Linked DNA regions of Pan troglodytes: region 2 is linked to region 1. Evidence: chromatin contacts called from public Hi-C data. All regions are on one chromosome and are shown on one strand. Each heading gives the region's core, a stretch centred on a gene start, on an enhancer-like site or on the middle of the called end of the contact. The rest is flanking DNA. Distances are from core to core; before and after follow the strand shown. Region 1 overlaps LOC107974312 (a long non-coding RNA gene). Region 2 overlaps IGFBP7 (insulin like growth factor binding protein 7).

Region 1 (6,696 bases), core at 3,038-5,537:
ATGCTACCATCCTGCAAACTGGTGAAAGCTGTTGGCTACCCAGCCTTGGGCCATTCCTGTCTGCGCTGTCACCGCTGGTCAGGGGATGGTTCTCATGGTGCTGGGAAGAGGAAATCAATGACTCAGTTCAGTGGAGACATGTGACCATTTCATTTTTTTTTTTTTTTTTTGAGACGGTGTCTCACTCTGTCACCAGGCTGGAGTGCAGTGGCGCAACCTCGGCTCACTGCAAGCTCTGCCTCCCAGGTTCAAGTCATTTTTCTGCCTCAGCCTCCCGAGTAGCTGGGACTACAGGTGCATGCCACCATTCCCAGCTAATTTCTTGTATCTTTAGTAGAGACAGCGTTTCACCATGTTGGCCAGAATGGCCTCCATCTCTTGACCTCATGATCCACCTGCCTCAGTCTCCCAAAGTGCTGGGGTTACAGGCGTGAGCTGCCGCACCTGGCCACATGTGACCATTTCTTACACCCCAAGTTGAAGCAGAAGACATAAGCAACACAAAAATACAAATACACACAATTTGCAACAAAATGGTATTAAACGGCATAATGCTATATGTTTTTCCCCACTTAATATTATCTATCAAGCATTTTCTAATGACATTAAACATATTTGTAAACATAATACCACTAGGTAATGACAATAGCTAAAACTGATGTAGCGGTTATTTAGTATCTACTATGTGAGGCAGTATTATTAACCCCATATGCTAGATAAGAAAACTGAGGCACAAAAAGGTTACATAACTTGTCCAATGACCTACGGCTAGTAAAAGAAGCTAGCATTTGAACCCAAGTAAACTTCAGTGCTAATGTTCTCATTTTTTTTAACACATCGCATATTTAATCATTTTCCTACAGTTGCATATTTCTTCTTTCCCATGTTTTCACTGCTATAAATATGCAGTGATAAGCATCCTTATACACAAAGCTTTGCAAGTCAATTAAAACTTTTAACATAAATGTAGAACTTTACATTTGTTTAATTCCATCACTTTTAATTTAGACCTGCAAGATTGTCTTAAATCTTGATTCTGCAATTCAAATGTTCCACTTGTCCTCTCAGCTTTGCATCATTCAGATTTAACTGACCTATTCTTCTAAACAAATACTTTATCTAAAGCTTGACCTGGACAGGAAAAGATCCAATGGCTTGGCTCCTGTCTCTCTCACTAGCTCATCTCAGTCTTCTTTTGATGCCCCGTCACACAGTCTTCCAGTTCCTCAACCATACCATGTTCTTTCAGGCCACGGGGCCTTTGCACATTCTGCTCCTTCTCCTGCAACCCCCTCCTCTCACCTGGTAAATTCCCAGTAGTGCTCTGCATCTTAGCCAAAGCCGAGGCCAGGGGGAGTTATTTGTTATACACTTTCACCGAACTATATTCTTTTCCTTCCAAATGGGAAATTTATGCACTAGGTCATGAAATCATCTGATTAATAGCTGTCTCTCTCCCTCAACAACAGACTCTATGATAGCAGGGGCCATGCCTACTTCCTGCCCATGTTATCCTTAGCACCAAAGCTGTACAGTTGGCCCTCTGTATCTACCGGTTTTGCATGCATGGATTCAACCAGCTGCTAATAAAGACCCAGTGACACCGAAGGCCAGCTGTACGTACATATTTTCCATTCTTGGTTGGTGAATCTACCAAATGGCCAACTGTTCTATGCCATTTTATGTAAGGGACTTGAGCATTTGTGGATTTGGTACCCTCGGTATGGTGGAACCAATCCCTGAGGCTGAAGAGGACAGACTAAACTGGGCCCTTGGAGACATTTAATGAATGTTTGCTGGATGGATGAATGAATGAATGAATGCAGCACCCTGTAGCTCAGTAGTAGAACCATGACCCTCCGTGCTAATGGTGAGCATGCACGGATTCATCAGCCCTCCTTGAGGACAATGCTTCAATCAGTTAAAATGTATAGCCTGCCTGTTCTTCTCTAAGCCCCAGGATATTGCTAGAAAGTTTATCAGCTGCAGCTGAGTTCAGGCGATGTGACTGACCTCCTCTGCTCTCTCCTCTTTCCAGGGATCTTCTATTCAGTCTGCAGTTGTCCTTCCAAAGGCAGCTAATATAAGACTCCCTGATTAAAAGCTTCTGTGGCTTCACAGTGTCCTCAGGATCAAGTCCAAGCTCCTAATCTTGACATTCAAGGTCCTTCACATTCTGGCCCTTGCCTCCTTTTTCCCTGTCATCTGCTGCCACTGACACCCCCAACCCCAACCCCAACCCCATATGCATACAACAAAGATACTCCACAGTACTAAAAGTCTTCCTATACACCATGCACTTGTATTCTTTTGACACTTTGCTCTCTTTCCCTAGAATGCAAATCTCTCTTCTCTGTCTGACAAACTCCTACTCATCCTTCAAGGTCCAGCTCAAAAGTCACCTCCCCTTTTGAAGTTCTCCCTGGCTCCTTCCCACCCTCATCAAAGGCGGAGTTAATTTTCCCTTCTCCTGTATTCATGTGGCATTTTGAACTTAATTCTATGTTAGTGCCCGTGCTATGTTCAAGTGCCTGTGTTCCCTGAGGATCTCCTTGAAGGTAGGCATCTTATCTTACTCAGTTTTATTTCTCACCTCAGCCCTTCCCATAAAATAAGCATTCCATAAATACTTGACAGGGTTTGTCTTTTGGTATTATCCCATTCCACAAGTCTAGTGACACTTGCAAAAAGCATTTGACTTTTGGAGTCATGGCTGACCAACCTGCTAAGATCCAGCAATAGGTGGGATGTGGGGATTTTCAGGAAGGGGAGTGGTAAGTTCATGGGAATGTGGAATTTAACTTCTCTGCTTCCCCGACCACCACAACAGCCACTAACCTCCCAACTCTGTCAGCCCAGTGGAGCTGCCTGCTAAACCTTGCTGATTCTGTCAGCAGCCCGTCTTCCCTTTCCTTCCTTTTCATGTCCTCTGCTTCTTCATGAATTAGCTACAGTTCTGCACTGGCTCAAGATGAAGGGGCTATGGACAGAATATAGAAAAACCTTCATAGGCCAAGCACAGTGGTTCACACCTGCAATCCCAGTGCTTTGGGAGGCCGAGGTGGAAGGATCACTTGAAGTCAGGAGTTCGAGACCAGCCTGGACAACATAGCAAGGCTGTCTCTAAAAAATAATAATAATAATAATAATAATAATAATAATAATAATTTAAAAAGTTTAAAAAGAAAAACCTTCCAAAATTAAGAGACTGTTGAGTTTCTTGAGGAACGAAACAGAGCTTTCTGGGGCACTCTGGCCCTCTCCACTACCTCTGTCTGCTCTGTCCTCCTCCTACCTCAGCCTGCTCCCTCAGGCAACTCATCTTTTACACACCCCTTTGTCTACAGATTCTTCGCTGAGCTCTCCATATTTTCACCAGACAATTCTTTTCAACATTCCAGTCCCAAAATCTCAAAAGACTCTGATTGGCCCATTCCCACGCATTTTTGTGCCTTAAGGTAGGTCTCCTGTCCAGGTCTAAACAGAGGGAGCTAGCAAAGGAGGTTTTGGTCCTGTGGCCTGGCATGGTTTCCTCAGCAGAAGAGGGGAATGGGGGGAAAGGTTAAGTTTGGTGACTGCATCTCTAGGTAAGCACTAAAAACTTTTTTTTTTTTTTTTTTTTACCTTGAAGAAGGCTTCAGAGAGAAACACCAGCTGGCTGGAAGCAAAGCACTTGTCATTCAAAGCATTTCTAGACAGAAGACAACCTTGACTACCATCCTCAATGAAATAGCAGCTCTTAGACTGGCTGCTTTCTAAGCGTTATTTCCAAGCAGTCCCTATTGGCCTGGCAAAATGAAGAAATGGGTCTGTAGCTCAAAAGATAAACTTAGACTGGAGATTAAAATGTGGTTGTCGTCAAGACAAGGCAGTGAAGAGGGTGGCGGTGGGTTTGCGAGGGTGCGCAGAGTGAGTCTTAGAAGAACAAATAATCCTGGGATCAGGGACGTTTAAAGGATTGGCAAAGGAAGAAAATTCCTGAAAAACGGAAAGTAACAGCCAGGGAGACAGAAGTCTCAGAACCAGAACCTAGCCAAGGTGGGACAGAGTTTGAAGGGAGAGAGCGCCAGTTCTAGAAAGATCAAATAAGAAAAGGGTGAGCTTCAAGAAGTGAAGGGCCAGGCGTGGAAGAGGCCATCGGGAGCCCCGTGCAGTATCCCCCATAGTCGGGAAGAGGCAATGCCTCCGGCGCAGACATTTGCGGGTCCCAAGGTCACGCGTAGGACGCGGACCGGGAAGGACAGCCCCGCCGCCTTCCCGCGCCGGCTCCTGCGCAGCGTGTGACGACGGTGCCCTCTGCCGGCGACAGTGGGCATCACACTGCACGCGGAGCCCCTCCGCTCGGGGAACCCGAGCATGAGCGGCTGGCAGGCGCGGGAGTCTCTAAAAATAAAGCTCACTACACGAAAGGAGTCGGGAGAGGACACCACGGGGATGGGGACGTTTATCCTCCTCTGCACTTCTCCTTGGTCAAGTGAACTGGACCAATTTTATCCAAAGCAACGGTTACGCCTGGAGCCACAAAAACTCCTAAGTCCGAGTCAGCCCCATGCTGTGGATTGAGACTCGTCGTGACCCGCCAGGTGCGGACCATCTGGAGATGGCGCGGCATAGTAGGCATCAGGGAGGCGCCGGTACCTGAGCCTCACCGCTGAGCCCAGGAAAGGGGGAGAGGGAAAAATGAGACGCAAGCTGGGAGAGGACGCATCGGCTGCACAATGCTGCCATCTACCGGACTCGTCCGGGAATGCTCTGCCTGCCGCGCGCTCGCCGGGCTAGCCCCAGCCCTGGACTGCAGGGGCGCCGCGTGCAACTCAACAGCACAAGGCGCTGTCATTAGTGGTGGGTTTTCAGGCACAGCAACACTGGGAATCACTGACTCACGCAGCAGCTCAGGAAAATAAGCAGTTGTTTTGTGTTTTGAGGTTCTGGAAATTAGTAATGAATTTTTTCATCTTAAAACAATAAAGAAGCTTCTAGAAAGAGAAACACTACCATGGGCAAATGAAAGATAGTCTCCAATAAGTGTGAAAATAAAAAGCAGACCAGTCTTTGGGGTCTGGGATGGTGCGGGTGGCAGGCTTTGGGTCAAAGTCACTTTGGGTCTTAAATCTGTCAGCTCCTCTGGGTTGTTTCCTCATCTGTAATATCACAGTAAAGTGGGCCTCCAGGAATGTTTTGAGGATCAGATACGATGATCCTTGAAAAGAGCTTGGAGAAGGATAAAATTATATGTCATCACTGGATGTGATCAAATGCAAACTCTTCTTCCAAGTTAGGGTTGACTAAGCAAGATCTCCCACATCTAGGATTTTTTGGTGTTGAGAGGACTATTAGTGTATCTCAAGTCTATTTTTCCAGGTAGTGTTTTCAATAAAACCTGACTTTTTTTAAGGCTTCTCCCATACCACCCCCAGGGATGTTGTGAAGAATTAAATCAGTTTCATTAAAAGCTCACCTCTGTCCTTGGAGAACAGCTACTAGAAAATGATTAGGGTATTTGTATTTTGGAGTTGTATTTGTTGATAAGTTGAAATAAAATGTCAATCTTATTTTTAGAAGCTAAACAAAACATATGCTAGACATTTTTGCAGTGAGTACAATTCTTCCAGTATTGCTGTTAGCAAAAAACTTTTAGACAAATTAACAGTTTATTTGAGCAAAGAACCATTCATGAATTGGGCAGCACTCCAAACCAGAAGAGGTTCAGAGAGCCCTGCCCAGCAGTGTGGGCAGAGAGATTTTAAAGGCTGAACAGGCAAGCAAAGCAGAGAAATCACCTGATTGGCTACAGGTAGGCATCTGCCTTATTTGGACACAGTGTGATGAGTTGGCTGCTGAGATTGGCTGAATCCTATTAGTTGCTTGTGATTGGCTGAAACACAGCTGTTTGTTACACTAGATATTTCATTTCTAGGTGAGGCAATGACAATGTTCTAAAATTGCTTGTGATGAAGGTTGCACATCTCTGTGAATATATTAAAACCACTGAAATGTACACTTTAAATGAAAAAATTACATGGTATACAAATTATATCTCAATAAAGCTGTTATTTTTTTAAAAATACACTATAATTTTGAATATAGTCAATATCTGAAATTTCAGGGTCTAATTCACTATCAACTTACAGTGTTACCTCAGGCAAATCTCAACAATGTTGCTGAAACTTGTCTGAAGATACATTGACATAAACAATGTGATTGTTCCCTTTGAGAAGGGAACTGCACCGTGCACTGTTCCTTTTTTTATATGTAATTGAGATGGGGGTCTCACTATGCTGCTCAGGCTGATCTCAAACTCCTGGGCTCCACTGTTTCCTTTTGAGAAGCCCAACAAACAAGTCTAAAGGAGTCTAATGTAGGTTGTTCTTTGTAGCTGATGCCATTTTTCAAAGATGGCCTTAATAATATCTTCCATCCTACATGCTCTTCCGAGACGTGGCCTTGCTGCTAGAATCTAGCTGCTCTCAGCTTGAATCTACACTAACTTTAGTAATTCGCCTGTCACAAGAGAAGCAGAATACATGACACTGTGTGGCTTCCAAGGCAAGATCAAAGAAACCTTGCAACCTCTGCCTTGCTCCTTTAGAATGCTCACTTTCAGACACCCCTTTTCTTTTTTCTTTTTTTTTTTTTTTTTTTTTTTTTTTTGTGAGCAACAGGGCTGTTTATTTCACCTGGGTGCAGGATTATCAT
Region 2 (7,570 bases), core at 1,856-4,355, 130 kb after region 1:
CTGCGCTCCAGCCTGGGTGGCAGAATGAGATTCTGTATCAAAAAAATAATAATAAAATTAAATTAAAAATAAAGATGTCCCTTCCAATCCCCTAACGCACACAGCACTCCACATGTTTCTTTTCTTCCCTGCCTCATCACCCTTTTCAACCTTAGATCCTGAGCTTCTTGAGGCAGAGACTTCCATCTTGTCTGGGTGCTTAGCACATTTTCAAATATTCTCTTAGATTTTTTTCTTCATTACCCACGGAGCAGTTGCTTGTTGCCTTTCCAACCCAAAATAGAAATAGTGGTAAACAAGAGAAGAAAAACATTGAACATTTTGGAACTAAAATTTTATTACTACTGGAAAAGTCCCAGATAATAAAAAACAGCCGGTAAATTAGCACTCATTTAAGCATGGTCTGGGGAAGAAGAAAATTTTAATAACAAATTTTTCTTCCTAATTGTTTTTGTTTGTTTAGATTTATGCATTCCCAAAGTGGACCTTAAAATCATGTTGGTGGCAGGAGGAAGCCAGTGTGGTCTTTGAAATTTGCTTCAGATAATCCACCAAGGGGATGGCCTCATAAACACAATTATTATTTTCTCCCTAAGATGCTGACTCATGTGAAGGGCTGTTTAAAAGATGACTTTGGCTTTGTGCCCTCTCCTGCAGGTCCTTCCATAGTGACGCCCCCCAAGGACATCTGGAATGTCACTGGTGCCCAGGTGTACTTGAGCTGTGAGGTCATCGGAATCCCGACACCTGTCCTCATCTGGAACAAGGTCAGTGGCACAGATTTTAAGAGACATCCTAGGCTGGCAAGCTTCTCTTGCACTGCACAAGGATGGTAACACGTTAAATCCTCAGCCTGCTTTGTTGACTGCGGCTCCCGCAAGGTGAAGCCTTAGGGCAGTCATACAGGCCCCTCCCCTGGATTCATGGAACAAAAACCAGTCCCTGCCATGCTTTTGTTAGCAGCATCCTAGAAACTGAGAAACTGGAAGAACAATAATGCTGAACACCTGAACCCACCTTCAGGGTGTGTGTGCACCTGTGGTGTGTGTATGTGTGTGCATATGTGGGTGTGAGTGAAAGTGTGTGTGTCTGTGTTTGCGCCCTCAGTGGAGACAGTATAGCATAGGGGTTAAAAGTGTACGTTTCTCTCTTTCTGTCCCAAAATACCACCTCCAAGCCCCCACCAAGCTGTTTGTGATGGCATCAGTCTCCTCATTTAAGACTGAACATTTAGCTGATAATTTAGATCCTGTCTGCTTGGAGGCATTATTATTATTTTACTGGGAGGCTCGGCTAAGAAGGTAAAAGGACACAAAGCCCTGTAGCCTTCTCCTGGGAGCATGGATTATTTTTTCAGATTCCCTAAGTGCTGGGAGATGGATGAGTACATTTTAAGGGCACTTGGAAGTAGGATAGAAGGAGTGAGGTGGGATCTATTCTCCTAAGTACCAAGGCTGTAGAACCATAAGTTAGGGACAGAGGAGACCACTCCAGAACAGAGCATTAAAAAGGAACAAGAGGAGGAACATCAAAGAAAAAAATGTCTCCTTTCTGAATTTTGCTAAATGCTGGCCCCAGCCCCAAGTGGAAAAAGCATGATATTCTTTCAATAAATCAGCTTTGAAATGACTTCCCAAATGGAAAAAGAAAAAAAAAGTGTGAGGCTGGGTGCAGTAGCACATGCCTGTAATCCCAGCACTTTGGGAGGCTGAGGCAGGAGGATCACTCGAGTCCTGGAGTTTGAGACCAGCCTGACCAACACAGTGAGACTTCCTTCTTACAAATAATTTTTTTTTAATTAGCTGGGCATGGTGAGGCATGCCTGTGGCCCCAGCTACTCAGGAGCCTAAGGTGGCCGAAGAACCCCTTGAGCCAGGAGATTGATGCTGCAGTGAGCTGTGATTGCCCCACTGCACTCTAGCCTGTCTCAAAAAAAAGAAAAGAGTGTGAATTCCTTAGCCAGGGTGGCTGAGTTCTCTGCAAGCCAGGGTTTCTCAGCCTCAGCACTATTGACATTTGGGGCCAGATAATTATTTGTTGTGAGGGCTGCCTGTGCTTTGGAAGATGTTTAGCAGTATCCCCAGCCTCTACCCACTATATAACAGTAGCATTCCCCCATCCCCCCTGTCGTGAGAATTAAAAGCATCTTCAGACATTGCCAAATGTCCCCTAAGGGTGTGGAGCTGGGGAATTGCCCTGGACTGAAAACCACTGCTGTTAGCCTCAACTCTGTTCTCTACCTTATAAAAGTAGCATGTAATTATCATAAAGATTAAATAAAGTAATGCAAGTAAAAATCACTTGATACATAGTTAGCACTCAGTAGACATTAGCTACTGTTCCTGGAAATTTTTCCCTTCAAGTGGCATTATCTTGTATAATTATTTTCATATTTGAAGGACAACATCATCTCAGCATGTATGGAGAAGGGAAAAGAAAACACTTATTTGCCATCAACTAACACCTCACAATTATACCATACACTTAGGTTTTTGTCTGGTTTTTTTTTTTTTGAGACATAGTTTCACTCTTATTGCCCAGGCTGGAGTGCAATGGCACCATCTCGGCTCACCGCAACCTCGCCTCCCGGGTTCAAGTGATTCTTCTGCCTCAGTCTCTCAGGTAGTTGGGATTACAGGCAACCCGCCACCACGCCTGGCTAACTTTGTATTTTTAGTAGAGACAGGGTTTCTCCATGTTGGTCAGGCTGGTCTCGAACTCCCGACCTCAGGTGATCCGCCCACCTTGCCCTCCCAAAGTGCTAGGATTACAGGTGTGAGCCACCGCGCCTGGTCGTTTTTGTCCTTTTTATACATTTTGAATTGCTGAGCCTCACAACTATCCTACGAAAAATAAAAATTAAAAAATTATCAAACTCATGCTACAAAAAAAGAAACTTAGTCTAAGTAAAAGGGCATACCTAACCAGACATCCATTTTAAGCTGCCTTACTTCTCCAGCAAGCTCTAAGGTGGATAATAGTCTCCCTTGACTATTTTGTTTGCTCTCTGTGTGACCGGAGAAGCAACTTCTAGAACTCCAGGAGGACTGTGGCTCCCGCAGTCGGAGCTCTTTCTGTTGCAAGTTCTACCAGCCCATTTGAAACCAGCCTAGGCAAAACAAAAAGCGGGGCGGGATCCAGCCTCAAGGGCCCCTGCATCCAGGTACACACGCCATCAGAACGCTAACTCTTGACTCTTTGCTCTCAATATACTAGTCTCATTTTCTTCTGCTTCAGAAAGCTTCCTATGCAGTGGGAGATATCAACTCCACTCACATTTTTATTACAGTTTAAAGACCCCAGAGGAAAGAAAGGGCTTCCCTTCTCCCTGCTGCATTGTGAAAATCCCACGAAGGGCTCAAGCCCAGGTCGGGTCACCTGCTAAGCTCTGGCTCCCCCATGCGGCCGGAGGGATGCGGCCACTGACATTGGCACCGGCGTGAATCCGCCTGGTTTGTGTAAAATCTGGCAACAGGTACCAGAAAATGCCTGAGGTGGGGGTGATGGCAGAGGCAACACTACTATACCATCCTTTACAGTGAAGCTTCTCTTAAAGGAGCAATAAAATTTCACCCCGATCAGTTATGTTTTTAAGAGGAAGGCGGAGCAAGAGTAAGAGCAGAAATGCAGTCGGTGGATGGGTTCCCCTCCATCCTTACTGCAAGAACTGCAGGCGTTCCTCACTGCTAATTTGGAGATTGCTGGTTTGCTCAGGGTGTGGGGAGGTGGAGAAATAATGTTCCGAGGAATGCCCATGAAAAGTTCCGTTACAGTTCTCTACAGTTTTCTAGGGATACTTACACAATGAGAAGCGAGGGTCACCCAAGCGTCCTGGGGCATGTGACCTTATTGGCAAATCTTGGCAAAGAATAATTTCTTCAGTCCTTGCTCTACCCAATCCCAGCTACAGTATTCACATACCAGAGGAATACGTCTGCCTCGGGAATCTTTTCCCTTTTAGGACTGTACAGGGCAGATCCCAATAGACAAGGCCTCCCTGAGGGCTTGTCCTCAGGGCTAGTCAGAAACACCAAGGCAGTTGAGGCCGGTGTGGTGGCTCGCACCTGTAGTCCCTAGCCACTCGGGAGGCTGAGGTGGGAGGATCGCTTGAGCTCAGCAGGTGGGGCTGCAGTGAGCTATGATGGCACCACTGCACTCCAGCCTGGGCAACACAGCAAGATCCTGTCTCTGAAAAAAAAAAAAAAAACCCACTATGTCAGTCAACGAGATGAGTGCTGAAGTAAAGAAGTGAAGAGGAAGTAGGAGAGAAACAATTTTTTCTGCAGACTTTCCAGAACAAGCAAAACCCAACTGTGATGCTCTGCCGGTTTTCCTCTACCTTCATAATGTAATTTGCCACATGCATGACCCAAAGCAATGTTTCTTACACTGCAGACCATGACCCATCAGTGACTCCTGGAACTAATGTAGCGATCACAACCAGCATGTTCTTATAAAAAATAAAAAATAGAACAGAACCTATGTTAAGGCATCACACTTACCACTTATGAAGGTGTCATTTCCTAAAACTTTTGTATATTCCAGATATACGATAGTTTGGTCCATGTCAAAACTAAGGAAACTTGGGAAGTCACTGACCTAAATAATTAAACAGGGTATTTGTTTTCTCATCGCTGTCCTTGTAACCAGACTGTTAAGAATACAAACATATTTACTATCATGTGTGTTTCTAATCCAATTTAAGAGTAGAACACCTTTTTGGATAGATTATTAGAATCCTCACTTGTAAAACAAGAGAAACTGAGGCTCAAATAAAGACAGCATGTCCTTCTTGCTCAAGGATTCTTAGCAACAGCAGAATTAATGGTACAAGCCTTTTCTCCATGACACTTGAGACTACGGTGGCAATTCTTACGGTTGGCGCAGCCTGGCGAGTGGTCTTTACTTTCCTTACTGGTAGTAAGGAAAGCTGGCTTTAACAAGCCCCATACCTTTCAGCAAACTCCTAGCCTAGAAAGATTCGAAGGGCAATATTTTGAAATGGGAACGTGAACTGAAATAGCCATATTTGACTTAACCCTTTTAAATCAAAGATGATGCTCACAGCGAAAGCAAAACACCTTCCCAATATTTGTTTCTGAAACGGAGAGGCTCTCTGTTTAATTCTTTTCTTGCCTGAATATTTCTTCAGATTAGGGCTTCCTTGACCTCTAAGAATATTTTTTAATCAAAAATAGTGACCTCTAAGGTAATAGTAATAAGCAGAAATTATCCAAAGACGTATAAAGAAAGAGTTGAGAATCTCCCCCCACCTCCTCCTCCTGCCTGAGGTAACCAATGTGAACTGCCCTGGTTTGTATCTTTCCACACTCTTTTTCATATCCAAGCATATTCAAACATATATCCCTACGGTGAAATGAGAATATAGTGTGCCAGTAAATTATTCTGAAACTCGCTTTTCTCAACAAATACTTCATGGACATCCGTCCAAGTCTGCTTCTCAACAGCTACGTAATATTCCAAGTATGAATACTGTAATTTATTAAATCAGTTCTGTATTTTTTCTGTTGTTTCCAAATTTTTGTTAACTTAAAAAACCTACTTTAAGCATCAAAGTACACATATCATACATACTAGTGATTGTATTGCTATAAGATAGATTCCCCAACAGTTACCTAAGTCAAAATATTTGTTTCAGTGTTAACAGACATTGTCAGATTACTTTCTAAATAGATTGTAGTAATTCACACTCCCACCAGAAATGGAGAAGTGCCATTTCTCTGCATCTTTACTAGCACTGAATATTAACCTCTCTTTTTTAGTTTTAATTCCAATTTTAACTAGAAAACACATATTTATTGGCCAGGCACAGTGGCTCATGCCTGTAATCCCAGCACTTTGGGAGGCCAAGGCAGGTGGATCACTTAAGGTCAGGAGTTCGAGACCACCCTGGCCAATATGGCAAAACCCCGTCTCTACTAAAACTATAAAAATTAGCCAGGCGTGGTGGCACATGCCTGTAATCCCAGCTACTCGGGAAGCTGAGGCAGGAGAATCACTGGAATCCCGGAGGCGGAGGCAGAGGTTGCAGTGAGCTGAGATCGCACCACTGCACTCCAGCCTGGGTGACAGAGCGAGACTCTGTCTCAAAAAAAACGAAAACACATACTTATCAACACTTAGAATCCCCTTACACGAATAAGGGAGAGTTTGACATAAAAAAATTTGTCATATGAAAATTCTTGGCACTTTTTTCTATGTTTTCTACATGATGTATAACCTTTTATAATTACGTAACATTAATTAAAATACGCCATGCCAACAATTGTGAAAAGAAGGGAAAAATAAAGTATATATATATTGTGATTTCTGTTACATATTATATTTAACAAGATACATTTCCCTTTCCATAGTGGATCAGGTTAATTAGCATAAAATGCTCCTTACTAAGAGCTATGGGATTTGAGGCTCAGTTGCTGAGATTCAGTATTTCAGTGCTGCAGTGTTTATTTTCTTGCTTTGGTCACACCTAAAACTCATATGATTCTGAAATTCAGTAAATAAAGGTCAGAGTCATATTACTTGAGACCTTGGATCAAATTAATACTTCTACCAAAATATTCTTACAACCCATTTTTAAGTAACTATTTCAAAAGCTGTATTAGCATAAACCGTTTCTGCCAGCTACTTGGGAAACTAAGGGAAAAGGTACCTATTGAGTATGTTTGTCTTCACAGCATTTATGAGGAAGACATTAAGTTATGTGGTTTTCTCTCACTAATAGTGGCAATGTGGGAAAATTCCAGAAAAAAAAATGCAAAAAGCCAGGCTTTCCAAATCATGCAAGATATTTTTTCTAGAGCAGGAATTGGCCTAGATCACATGTGGTTTGCTGAATCCCAGTCCTGGCATCATAAAGCTGAGAAAATACAGTGTAGGTTTGAAGCCGAGACAACAGCAGAGTACCAAAAAACACATGGTAGGAGTGGGATCCACATGGGAAAAGCAACACTGAGATGGAAGTTAATAAAGTGTATATATTTATTTATATATTTATTATATTTATACATACAGTGTCTATATATACACACTATTATCTGGTCTTTATTAAGATTTGCTTTATTATAGAAGAAAATGAAAAGGAAACTAGCTATTTGAGGTTGTAAATCCTTTCTAATTACAAAGGTAATATCAATAAATGTCAGGTTGGCTCTTAAAGGAGATCTGGGATGGAATGAACAAACAATTCGTGTATCCTTTTTTTTTTTAAACTCACCATTATCACAAGGCTTAAAATATTTGTACTCTGTAACTCAGCTGCTAAATGTATATGTATCGAGGAGCTACAACTGAATTTCGTTCTTTTGTATATTTTCCAGAGTTTATATAATAAAACATTTTGCCTTTTAAAATGAGGGCAAAAAGGATACTATTCAGTATTGGCCTTGCACCAAAGAAACTGAGTTTCTTCTGAATCTTGACATGACATACACAGAAACAGTCAGCAAGTTTTGTCATAAAAGAACAATGACAGCACATGTATTTGACAGCTGTTTTTTTTTTTTTTTTTTTTTTTCCTGAGATGGAGTCTCACTCTGTTGCCCAGGCT

Evidence for each region. A called contact is a pair of places that touch in the nucleus more often than the background predicts.
Region 2: a Hi-C map of induced pluripotent stem cells shows a contact between it and region 1, with 2.2 times the contacts expected there. The contact joins two enhancer-like sites. A contact is called at or near these places in 3 of 7 Hi-C or Micro-C datasets (blood, induced pluripotent stem cells and stem cell-derived neural progenitor cells) and 1 of 1 other capture datasets (stem cell-derived neural stem cells).

The regions. Positions count from the first base shown.
Region 1 is chr3:72,673,809-72,680,504 of NHGRI_mPanTro3-v2.0_pri, forward strand. The region is part of intron 1 of LOC107974312 (a long non-coding RNA gene); the gene reads right to left. Among named protein-coding and RNA genes, the nearest start is that of IGFBP7, 55 kb to the right of the region's middle. Within about 2 kb of position 4,288, at least 12 of the 24 cell types and tissues checked have an H3K27ac peak or open chromatin away from gene starts, as enhancers often do. A contact at or near this core is called in induced pluripotent stem cells, where this site is marked.
Region 2 is chr3:72,801,141-72,808,710 of NHGRI_mPanTro3-v2.0_pri, forward strand. IGFBP7 (insulin like growth factor binding protein 7) reads left to right here. Exons shown (of 5, transcript XM_517274.9): 2 at 658-767. Among named protein-coding and RNA genes, the nearest start is that of POLR2B, 59 kb to the right of the region's middle. Within about 2 kb of position 3,106, at least 1 of the 24 cell types and tissues checked has an H3K27ac peak or open chromatin away from gene starts, as enhancers often do. A contact at or near this core is called in induced pluripotent stem cells, where this site is marked.